Linked DNA regions of Manis pentadactyla: region 2 is linked to region 1. Evidence: chromatin contacts called from public Hi-C data. All regions are on one chromosome and are shown on one strand. Each heading gives the region's core, a stretch centred on a gene start, on an enhancer-like site or on the middle of the called end of the contact. The rest is flanking DNA. Distances are from core to core; before and after follow the strand shown.

Evidence for each region. A called contact is a pair of places that touch in the nucleus more often than the background predicts.
Region 2: a contact with region 1 is called in a Hi-C map of skin fibroblasts, with 3 times the contacts expected there. The contact joins the promoter of PCSK4 here to the promoter of APC2 in region 1. A contact is called at or near these places in 2 of 3 Hi-C or Micro-C datasets (fibroblasts and skin fibroblasts).

What each region holds. Positions count from the first base shown.
Region 1 is chr12:1,327,022-1,333,053 of mManPen7.hap1, reverse strand. APC2 (APC regulator of WNT signaling pathway 2) reads right to left here and starts at 2,888. Exons shown (of 15, transcript XM_036889866.2): 1 at 2,751-2,888. The coding sequence starts at 2,804.
Region 2 is chr12:1,457,749-1,463,780 of mManPen7.hap1, reverse strand. PCSK4 (proprotein convertase subtilisin/kexin type 4) reads left to right here and starts at 2,459. Exons shown (of 15, transcript XM_036890822.2): 1 at 2,459-2,824; 2 at 3,076-3,180; 3 at 4,444-4,536; 4 at 4,611-4,739; 5 at 4,824-4,900; 6 at 4,987-5,075; 7 at 5,228-5,400; 8 at 5,470-5,682; 9 at 5,928-6,028. The coding sequence starts at 2,642. All of the region lies in intron 1 of REEP6 (receptor accessory protein 6), which reads right to left.

The DNA of each region.
Region 1 (6,032 bases), core at 1,639-4,138:
GACGTTACATCAGAATCTTAGCAGGGGCAGGGGCCAGAACAGGTCCCCCCAATGGATCCGGCCCTGCCTGTCGGATGGGTCGGGGTGGACAGGGCTGGGGGTCCATGCTGTACCCTCTTCCCCAGGGTCCAGGCTGGCGGGGGTGGGGGATGGGCAGGCTCGCCTGGGACCGTGCATTTCTCCTCGTGTTCCCCGAAGAGCATCAGCAACTCCGTGGGCACTCGCCTCAACTCCATGCCTCCCCCTCCCCGCTGCAGACAGTTCTTTCCGTTGCTAGCCTGGGCACACTTCAAGGCCAGAGAAGGGGGCACTGGCCCCAGGAGACACTGGTTTGGGGCCTGCCTCTGTCTCTTCCCTGCTGAGGATCCAGGGCAAAATCGTCCACCTCAAGGCCCTGTTTTCCTCTCTGTGAAAAGGGGAGGCGGCTGCAGCCTTCGTGAGGATGGGCCCGAGGACAACAGGACGGGTAGCCAAGGGCACAGAGGCCAGGTGGTTCCCTCTGGGTCTGCGGGAGGCCCCCTGTGTCCTGTGCGGGCCCCAGGAGGACTCAGCCGGGGCTGCCCCAGAGCCTCTGGAGACGAGATACAGCCGTCCCCAGCCCACGCGGCTCATGGAGGGTGTGCAGTGGTCAGAGGGGCCCTCTGTGGATGCTGGGAAGGCTGCCCTGAGAGGGGGACACTGGAGCCAGGCCTCTTCAGGATGAATAAGGGCTGACTACGGGGTCAAGAAGACATTCCAGGCTGAAGGAACAGCATGAGCAATGCCAGGGGCTCGGAGACATCAGCTCAGTGGGTATGGGCTTCCAGTGGGGCCATGGGTGGTGAGGCCAGCCCGGGGCGGTTATGAAGGGTTTAGAGCAGGGGCAGTACCCCCGGAGGAATCCTGCGGCTGAGCTGAGCTGGGAGAGCAGGGTACACCTGGCAAAGCTGGAAAGGAGGCAGGGAGACGACAGAGCCCAGGCCCTGGCTTTGGCGGTCATTTCCCTGCATGTCCTTGGGCATGTCTCTCTCTGGTCTCAGTTTCCTGTTTTGCTCACTGGGAGGTGGGCTGGAGAACCCCGGTCCCCCCCACCTGCACCCCACAGAACTAAGACCTCCTCACATCCACCTTCCAGTCTCAGAGATCACTGCTCCCAGGCCCCACTTAGCCAGAACCTGACAGCTGTCAGGGGCTGGGGGCGGGGGTGTGGTAGGAGTGGAGGCGGATGGAGGGTTGTCCAGTGTCCACTCCTGTCCTTGTACACGTGAGGCAACTGAGGCTCAGACCAGGGAGCACGGTGCATGAGTTCACAAATGATCCTCATGGGGACTGAAATCCCAAGGCAAGATACACTTGTCCCCAAGCCTCCAGGACATCACACCTCTGACACCCCCAGAATCCTTTACCCTGTGTATTCTTGAGCCACAACAATATTCAACATCACTGCAAGTTCTAGAACAAGAGCCTTGGGAATTCCCACAGCCCCCCAGGACCCCAGGCGCAATCTTGGGGAGCTGAGCGCTTCCCAGCTGCACAGTGCCCAGCTGTAAGGTGGCCCCTTCCCAGGCTTTCTCCCTGGTATCCTCTATGCCCCCCACCGCTGCTAGGTCCTCCAGGAGAAAGCTGGACCACAGGGCTCGGTTCTCCTCCTGCCTCCCCACCCCACCCCACCCCAACCCCCCAGCACGTGGCCTGGCACACAACAGAGTCGCTCACGGCCCACTGAGCGTCTTCGGCGTTCTGAGCCTCCCCTCCGGCGGCTCTGCCCCCTGGATGCCCCGCCCTTCCCCACTGAGCCTCTGCGGTGCCAGGGGCTGGGGGCAGAACCAGGGGCGTCCCCACCGCAGAGCCGAGGGGAAGCAGGAAGGCACCAGGTCATCATGCGACCACAGGGATGTGGCGAGGGCTGGGTGACGGGAGGGCCCTGCCCCGGGAGGAGGGACTGCCACGGAGGTGGGGGAGGGGTGGAGTGGGGCGGTCCTGGCCGCTCCCCCGACAGGCGACCCGTGGTGGCTTGCAGGCCTGCCCGGGGCTCTGAGCCTGTTTCCCGGATCGGGAGGGGCACGCGGCCCGTCAGCACCGCGGACAGCTCCCCTCGGCCTCCGACCGCGTCCTCTGCGGCCGCCCCAGCCCGGTGCTCAGGTTCCCGCCCTGCTCGAGGCGTGACCTTGGGCTCCCCACCACACCCCAAGCCTCAGTTTCCTCTTAACTAGGGGATGTTAGGGCCCCAGGATTTATAAAGATGACGGAGCCGGCAGAGAGCTTGGGGGGGTGGGATGGATCTTACGAACATTAGCCTCGGCGAACGTCGGAGGCGGCCCAACCCTAGCAGCCCAGAGGAGGGAAACTGAGGTCCAGAGAGGTGCAGGGCGTGGCCGCCTAGAGGGAGGAGCCGCGCCCCGCCGCAGCCCCCACAGTCCCTGCGAGTTCCCAAGTCCGCGCAATGAGGAGAGGGCTGGGGGTCCCTATGAGGCCAAGGGCTGGGCCCCGCGAGGCCACGCTTGCGCAGACTGGGGTGTTGGGGGGTGTCCTCTGCGTCGCGGGGGAGGGGCTCCCAGCCCGGCTAGCAGGCCGAGGAGGTTTCCCTGGCAACGGTCTCCACGGCGACTGCGCGGGACCCCAGACCCTTCAAGTCCCCGTGCACGTGCTTGTGCGCCCCCAGCCGCCCGGACCTCCGTTCCCGCGGTCCTCAACCCATCCCCGGCTGCGTCTTTCCCTCCCCGGCCGCGCCCTGGGCCGACCTCCCGGCAGTCGGGACTCCCGCGCCCTACCTGGTCCCCGAAGAAGGCAGAGTGCAGCAGGCTCAGCAGCCCCAGGAGCCCCATGGAGCCGCGGAGTCCGGACCAGCCCGCGCCCCGCCCTCAGCCGCTAGCCTGGGGGCGACAGCCGGGACGCGCTGCGCCTGCGCGGAGGCTGAGGTGGGGCGGGGACTCAGGGAGGGGGGCGAATGAGTGGACCCCGGGGGCTTCACAGAGGCGGGGGTAGCCTCGGGGAGGTAAGGCTCGGGAGGGACGGGTGAGGAGGTCGGGAGGGAGAGATGGGCGGGGGTTCGCGTGAACAGAAGGGTAAGGGGCGGGGTTCTGGCGGGGTTGGGGGGCCCTGGAGCGGTGCAGGGGGGCCCGTGGGAGTGGCAGAGGGGCGGGAGGGGCCCCGCAAAGGATGGCGAGAAGGCGCGTCCCGCGGCGGTGGTGGGCTTCCCGCCTGGACTGTGCCGTGCTGCGGCCCGGCTCCTCCTCTAAGCCCGCACGGTTCATTAGTCATTCAGCAAACGTTTGCTGCACGCCCGCTGTTTGCCGGGGTCTGAGCTGGGCACTGAGGGAGGACCCCGATGGGGCGACAGCACACGGAAGCAGACATTCATTCAGTCATTTAACATTTACTAAGCACTTACTGTGCTGGGCCACGTGCGATGAACGGAACAGCCAAAAACCCTGACCGTGGGAAAGTGTCATTATAGGGAGAGCTACCGCCCGCCAGCAGGACGGCATGTTGGCCTCGGTTAGCGCTGAGGAGGAAACAGCAGGGCGGTGGGGGACTGCTGGGAAGGGCACTTAGAGACCCGAGTGGCGACTAAGTGGGAAGCGCACCCGCTGGTAGGAACAGCCAGTGCAAAGGAGGTGACGGGGCGAGGACGCAGGTCCTGGGCCTTTACCCCCGGGACGCTGGGCCGGGGGCCGTGGGCGCAGCAGGGACTTGGGCCCGGGGCTCACACGCGCCCTCTGGCGGCCGCGGGGAGGACGGACCGTGAGCAGTGCCGGCAAACGCGGAGGGGCCGCAGGGTGCAGTCAGTGTGGGGTGGAGGCGGATGGCGAGTGGGGGAGGGCGGTGAGGAGCTGCAGGGGAGTCCGGTTAGGTGGTGAGGACCCTGGCCCAGGAGGATGGAGGAGGGGGGTAGGGATGGGGTAAGGAGTAGAGAGATGGTGCAGGCACGGAGGGCCTCATTTGGAGTCCTGCTAAATCCTGGGAAGACAAACACGTGGCTAGAGAAGACTGGGGGCGCCACTTCGGCCTGGGTGGTGAAGGGCAGCCTCTGACAGCAGGTGCGGTGACTCGGCGGAAGGACATGGGGCAGAGGGCACAGCCCAGGCAGAGACTGGGCAGTAATAACAGAAGGGCAAGCAGGGAGGTGGGCGGCAGGGCTTCCTGGGCAATGAAGGGACTCCAGCATTCATCTGGGGCCTGCTATCAGGGCAAATCCATGCCCAGGCAGGAGAGGGCAGAGGCCTGGCCAGGTTGGTAGCAGTACCAGGAGGATGTGGTAAGTGGACAGATCCAGGACAGAGCTCTTGAGTCATCTGACTGGGGGCGAGTGACACAGGGAGGCAGGGGGTAGAGAGCCTGGAGCCCAGTGAGATGGTGGTGATGGGGCAGGTTTGGGAGGGATGGGGCACAGGCTGGGAGGGTCTGAAGATAGAACCTCGGGACAGGAAAGGGGGAGTCATATGCAGCTTGCGTCCAGCCCCAACTCCGCAAGGGCTCCTGGACAGGAAGCCACGGCTGCTGCACCTGCCTTGACCAGGACTCTGGGTTTCACTGGAACACTAATATGCATTGTCCCCTAACCATGTCATTGGCCATACAGATTCAGACTGCAGAAAATTAGTGACCACCACGCTGGAAGCTTCCTGTGAAGATGCAAAAGGCAACCCACACTGTGGGGAGCCTGGCGAGGGTCGACCCCCCTCAGTATTGAACACAAGGAGCTGTTCAGGGGCCAGCTGGTAATTTTGGCTGTGCAGGCCAGGGCCGGCCTGTTGTGGTATAAATTCACCATAACCCATGAGTGGGCATGGCCACGTGCCAAGTTTTATTCACAAAAACAGGCTGCAGCACTATGTACAATAGCCGAGAAATGGAAGCATCCTAAGTGTCCATCAGTAGATGAATGGATAAAGATGTGGTATATATACACAATGGAATATTATTCAGCCATAAGAAGAAAACAAATCCTACCATTTGCAACATGGATGGAACTAGAGGTTATTATGCTCAGTGAAATAAGCCAGGCAGAGAAAAAGACAAATACCAAATGATTTCACTCATATGTGGAGTTTAAGAACAAAGAAAAAACTGAACGAACAAAAAAAGAGCAGCAGAATCACAGAACCCAAGAATGGACTAAGTTACCAAAGGGAAAGGGACTGGGGAGGACGGGTGGGAAGGGAGGGATAAGGGGGGGGAGAAAGGGGACATTGATTAGCATGTATAATGTGGGGGGGGCACGGGGAGGGCTGTGCAACACAGAGAAGATGAGTAGTGATTCTACAGCATCTTACTATGCTTATGGACAGCTACTGTAATGGGGTTTGTCGGGGGGGGGTTGATGGGGGGAGCCTAGTAAACATAATGTTCCTCATGTAATTGTAGATTAATGATACCAAAAAAAAAAACCCAGCTGCAGGACATTGGAGGGCTGTGGTCTGCCCACCCTGACGGCACAGGGGTGGGGCAGGAACATCCGTACCTGTGCTTGGCTCTTGCCTGGTGGGCCTGGGGGCTTGCCCTATGACTTTCTGTGCTCAGGGTCAAAGACCCTGTTCCACAAAGGGGCTATCTGCATGGGCACCCTTGATTCTTTTTCCTGTTTTGGCAATTCAACCGTAAATTACAGCAATTCCAGAAATGGACCAAAGACCAGAATGAACGCTAGGCCTACAAAAGCTGCGGCTGCCCCCACGAGTCCTACAGGCCAGACCTGTGGCCAGCAATGCTGACCCAGGAGCTAACTACAGACAGGAGCTGCTGTGGCTCTCACCTCACCCCCCACCACGGGGCTTCCCGCTGGTCTGTTTGAAGCCCAGTGGGGCTCAGCGGTGCCCACAGAACTGCGACGTGCTCGTACATGTAAAGCACCGGGGCTGCCGCCCACATCCCTACTCCTCACTGGCCAGGTCCCCCACATCACCGGACAGCGACTCCAACCACCTTCCATCTGCTCAGGCAGAACCAGGCTGCCGCCTCCACCCTCTCCCATATACCACCCATCTGTGAGTTGTGGGGGCCTGGCAGGCCTCACCACTGCCTGGACACACCCAGCCCATCCACAGAGGCAC
Region 2 (6,032 bases), core at 1,210-3,709, 130 kb before region 1:
TGTTATCTGCAGAGAGAGACAAAGAGGTGGTGTGTCACTTGTGGACCAAAGGGCACAGCCACCCACCCTTGCTCCACCTGCTTTAGCCTTTATCCCTCAGGTGTGGGGTCAGGTGAGGGCGGGAGCCTCCCCAGCTGGCCCAGGCACCGCCTCCTCTGGACCCGTGGTGGGGGACTTGGACATTCGGGCAGGTGGGGCCCAAGGGTTACCGCGTCTGGGGGAGGGGGTGGGGGAATGTCGTGCCCCTCCCCCCGGGAAACGGCTGGCTGGGGAGGATCGGCCCTCCCAGGGCACCTCTCCCTCAATCCTTAGTTCTGCAGCCTCAGCAGTAGGAGGATGACCTTGGACACAGGTGGAGGGGCCCAGCCCCAGCGAGCAGCAACAGATGGGGTGGGAGGGGCAGGTGGGGGGCGTGCTCCAGACAGGGCAGGAGGCAGGGGCAGCCTCCCACAAAGCCCCTGCCTCCCTGGGCCTCAGTTTTCACCCTGCGGCGCCCAGTCTCCCGGGCAGCCCTCCCAGCCGGCCCCTCCCTAGTGCTCTCTGGCCTCCATTCCCTGGGCGCTGGTGCCCGGGATGTGGAAGACCAGCCAGGAGGTCAAGGCCTGCTCCCCGGGTCAGGTTCCCGGCTGGGCTGACATGGGCTGGGCACTGGGGGCCTCAGGGGACAGATTTTGGACCCTCCCTGGGCTGCCTAGCGTGGGATCTGCACACAGAAAGTGCTCAAAACACGTGACCGCTCCTCACCCGGGGCCCTCCCCGCTCCACCCCGACCAGCGTGGGGACAAAGCATCCTCGGGATTCATTCCAGGGGGGCTTCCACGAAGAGCCTGCAGAGAATATGGGCCTGAGGCACTGAAAAATAGAGGAGAGAGCTGTTTTGAAGGGGTGCTTACTAGACAGTTCGGGAGAGCGGCACGGGGCATGTGAGTTCACCAAGGACCAAAGGGGAAGAAGAAGTTATGATGGGGCGGCTGGACCCCCTTTGTGCTGGGGTCCCCATCCCACCTTTCTCCACCCCCACCATGGCTGCCAAACAACCCAACTCAACTACTCCAGCACGGAGGGACAGAAGCCATTGGCGGGGGCAAAGGCAAGCCTCAGGGGGGGTCCAAGCGGGAAAACCGCGGCGGAGGAGCCAGGAGTTGGGAGGTGGGGGGGGTCCTTCTCCTCCAGGCCTGGTGCGCCCCTCGGAAAAACAGAAAGATCTCTACACTTGCTGGCCGGCTGGGGTCCATGTGGAAAGGGGCGGCGGGTTGCAGGGCACTGGCTGCCTACCCGCTCCCTCCCTCCCCCTGCCATCCCCTGGAGCTGGCAGGGCAACTGGAGGAACCGGACTGAGGCCTGGCGGACACCCAGTGCCCCGAGGTCGGGGGCAGAGGTTGGCCTCCTGCCCCGAGGGCCCGAGTGGGGTGCTCCTCACCGAGGTCACTTGCAGGGGCAGGGCAGGGGAGGGGCTGAGGGCAGACCCTTCCCCAGGACTTCAGTCCCCTGCCAAACAGCAGGTGCGCCCCGCCGTCTAGCCTGACCCCGCTGACGACACGGGCTGGAGGCGGCAGGTCCGCGGCCTGGAGCCCGGGCTTCAGTGCGCCCGTCGGCGAAATGAGGCGGCGGCCCGAGCACCCCCAGACGGCTCACCCGTGGCCAGGTACCGCTTGTCGACACCTGTCTTGGCTTCGAGCGCCCCTAGCGCCTCGGTGGCCAAGTTCTTTTGTTCCAGAAGGTGCTCGAAGCGCTGGCGCAGGCTGTCCATGGCACTGGCGGGCCCTGGGCTGGCAGCCCGAGCTCGATCGCCCCGTGCACCGACGCTGCAGCGTGCTTGCTGCTTACCGCGGCCTGCGGCTGCCTCTCCCCGCCCCCGGGCCGGTCTCCACTCCCGGCCTGTTCTCAGCCTCCTGGCCGCCTCGACCAATGGGAGGGCAGGGCGGACAAAGGAGGTGGGGCCCGCCCCGCCCCCTCCCCCCCCGCCGCATCGCCTACCCAAACGGGAGGGGAGGGGTGCGGAGCGCGGCGGCCGAGGAAGCCGATTGGCCAAGCGGGAGGGAGACGTAACAGGCGAGGGGCGGGGCCACAGCGGGGATTATTGGCTGAGCCATTGTGTGGGTGGAGCTGGGGGGAAGGTGACAAGCGGGCTGAGGCGGGTGGAGCTGGTGAGAGGGGCCATAGATCAGAACTGATTGGAGAAATAGGAAGGGATTCTTCGGAGCGAACAGGGGAGGGGCGGGGCTGATCATAAAGCTGGCAGGACGTAATCTGAGAGGGGTACAGGGCGGAGCTAAATCGAGGAGGAGGGACTTACTCGAAAGACTAGTTCTGGTTGGGCCACATTGGAGGGCGGGTTAATGTTAGAGGGAGGGGTGTGTAGGAAAGTGGGCGGGGACAAATAAGGGGCGAGGCCAGGCAGAGCAACAGTGAAAACACTTCACTGGGTCAGATTCGGATCATTGCATAAACTGGGAGACTGAGGGTCCGGGAGTTTGCGTCTGCGTGTGTTTCTTCCGAGTTCTGTCGGATCTTCGCACCCCTCAAGGGAGAGCCGCAAGGCCTTCTGGGAATTGAGACATTTCCAGGGTTGCTAAGGGGCTGAGTCCAACTCGGCCGTTTGCCCAGGGGGAGGGGCTTTCTGAGGCCCCGCCCCACCGTCATGCGTCCTGCCGGGTTTGCGATCTGGCTGCACCTAGCCTTGGCCCTCGTCGGCCACCTGGCTGTGGGGTGGGCCTCGGCCCGATCCCCCATCTATGTCAGCAGCTGGGCCGTGCGGGTGTCCCAGGGTTACCGGGAGGCCGAGCGCCTGGCACGCAAATTCGGCTTCGTTAACCTGGGGCAGGTGCGTGGGACCCGGATGGGCGGGACGGGGCGGGGCCTGAACGGGACGTCAAGGCGACCCTCGGATGTCAAGAAGCCCCAGCCCACCCCTGCCTAGGCCAACTCCAGTTTCTAGGACACCCAGAGCCCCCTCCGCCCCAGCTTGGGCACCTGGTTGGGGGAGAAGGCAGGCCGTGAGGGCTGGCCCCCGTCCTGGGAGGCTCCACCGGGCAGCCGCGTCCCAGCGATGGACTGCCTGCCCCACGTTCCCAGATCTTCCCCGACGGACAGTACTTTCACCTGAAGCACCGGGGTGTGGCCCAGCAGTCCCTGACCCCGCACTGGGGACACCGCCTGCGCCTGAAGAAGGAGCCCAAGGTCAGCCTGGCCTCGAAGCTCTTGGGGTCTGGCCACCTCCTTTTATTCTTGTGATTGTTACGAATGGCTGCGTGAACTCCGCAAGTCACCTGCTCTGAGTCTAGGTTTTTGCTTGGCCTCCGGTCTATACAGTGGGGACCCAGATGGGGGAGGTCTGTGGAGAGCAACAGATGGCGTGTGGGTGAGGTGCTCACCACAAGCCCCACACACTGTCAGCATTTCTGGTCACCCCCTTACCCCCTCTATCGCACCCTGAAAGATCAAGGTTCCCAGGTACCCCATAAGGAGCAGCAGATAAAGTTCTAACTCATGGGATAGAAGGGAACTGGCTGGCATTACGACAGCAGAAACAGGTCCAAAGAATAGGATTCCTGCCTTAAATCAGCCGATGAGGCCATGGGTGAACTGGGACAAGTACCAGTCTCCATATACTCAGAGAGGTGCCAGGTCAGGAAAAGGACTCAGATGCCACGTCAGGCAGTTGAGACTGAGTTTGCAAGCTTTGGGAAGCCATGGAGGGGTGTGGGCTGGGCTGGGGGCTGATCCTCAGGTGAGTGGCACAGCAGCCTGTGACCCACCAGGGGCACTGGGGACAGAGGGAGGCGGTTCGGGTTCAAGATGTGATCTCCACGAGGGAGGCCAGGGCTTGCCACTGGATTGGAAGCCAGCTCTTGTCTAGAGCTGAGCAAATTGGGAGAAGATGGTCCTGACTGCTGAGAAGGGGATGGGGGGACATTTACTAGTGGAGGTGTGGGGGAGGTAGATTAATGAAGAAGGGTGAAGGGCAGAGGTCTAAGGAAGTGCAGCCTGGGGCAGGCAGAGTAGTCTGTGCAAAGGCCCTGGGTGGGGGCACAGCTGTGGCTGCTGCAGAGCGGGCTCGTGAGGGCCAGACAGGCAGGCCCTGAGGCCCTGGGGCCAGGTGCTCCTACTGCCCTGGCCACCTCTGAGGGAAAAGTCCCAGGCACCCCATGGGGACCCCAAAGAGCAGCCCCACCAAACACAGGGCCCCAGGCCCCACACCACACCACGAAGGCCCCAGGACAAGCAGCCCATACATCCCACTCCAGCTGCAGCTCTGTAGGCAGTCACCATGCGGTGGACAGGGGAGGAAGCCCACACAGACCCTGAGGCAGATTTGGGCCCTTTGACCCAGAGTTGAAGGGCTTGGAGGGGCAGGACCCCTGGGCGGTGGGGTGTGAGGGTGGGTGGGCTGGCAGAGGGTGGCTGCTCCAGCCCAGCCCTTCCCCTCCGCGTCCCCTCTAGGTGCAGTGGTTTGAGCAGCAGACGCTGCGGCGGCGGGTAAAGCGCTCCGTGGCCTTGCCCACGGACCCCTGGTTCCCCAGGCAGTGGTACATGGTGAGTGGGCTGGGCAGGGCAGTGGGGCCAGGATGGGCCACAGCCCCTCTGACACTGGCCCCCACCCCACACAGAACAACCAGGTGCAGCCGGACCTAAACGTCCTGCAGGTCTGGAGTCAGGGGCTGTCCGGCCACGGTGTCGTGATCTCTGTCCTGGACGATGGCATCGAGAAGGACCACCCGGACCTCTGGGCCAACTATGTGAGCCTGAGGGGGCCTGGGCAGGGGCTGCCCCAGGTCCCACAGCCTGCCCCAACCTCTCCTGTTTCCCAACCCCGTCCCTAGGACCCTGTCGCCAGCTACGACTTTAACGACTACGACCCAGACCCTCAGCCACGATACACACCCAGCGACGAGAACCGGTGAGCCTGGCATCCCACGGGCAGTGGGGGCAGCCCCAGGGAGCCTTAAGGGCTGTGACAGGTGCCCCTATCTGCCCTGGTGCCAGGCACGGGACCCGCTGTGCTGGGGAAGTGGCAGCCATAGCAAACAACGGGCTCTGTGGTACAGGCGTTGCCTACAATGCCCGCATTGGAGGTACTCAGGGCCCTGCTCTGCAGTGGGGGGCAGAGGGACTTGGCAGATAGGCCAGGGAGGAAAGTGCCCTGGGTGCTGGGTGATGTGGGGCCACATGGAGGGCAGGAGAGGGGCTGGTGGCGCCGCCACAGAGGCTGTGCCCACCCGTGCAGGCGTGCGCATGCTGGATGGCACCATCACAGACATCATTGAGGCCCAGTCCCTGAGCCTGCAGCAGCAGCACATCCATATCTTCAGTGCCAGCTGGGGCCCTGAGGACGACGGCCGCACAGTGGATGGCCCGGGCATCCTCACCCGCGAGGCCTTCAGGCGCGGTGTGACCAAGGTGTGCAGAGCCTGGGGCCGGGGTGGGCTTGTGCCCACAGGCCAGGATGACACCCCCACCCATCTACAGGGCCGCGGTGGGCTGGGTACGCTCTTCGTCTGGGCTTCGGGCAATGGCGGCTTGCACTACGACAACTGCAACTGTGATGGCTACACCAACAGCATCCACACGCTCTCGGTGGGCAGCACCACCCAGCAGGGCCACGTGCCCTGGTACAGCGAGGCCTGCGCCTCCACACTCACCACCACCTACAGCAGCGGTGTGGTCACCGACCCCCAGATCGTGAGTGGCCCCCGCCTGCCCCTGCCTCCTCGCCTTCCCTCCTCCCAGGGCTGCCCCCAGGACTGGGCCCCCCCTGCAGGACCAGGCCCCACAGCTGTTGCTTTTCATGCCCACGGGCCAGGCAGGGCCAGCTCCAGGCCTGGTGAAATGCTCTGCAGTCCCCTCTGCAAGTGCTTGCGACTTTTTGTACAAGGGCTGGATTTTCACATGCACCAGGCCCCCCGAGACCCCCTCTCTGCCACCAGGTCACCACGGACCTGCACCACCAGTGCACAGACAAGCACACAGGCACCTCGGCCTCGGCCGCCCTGGCAGCTGGCATGATCGCCCTGGCTCTGGAGGCCAAGTAG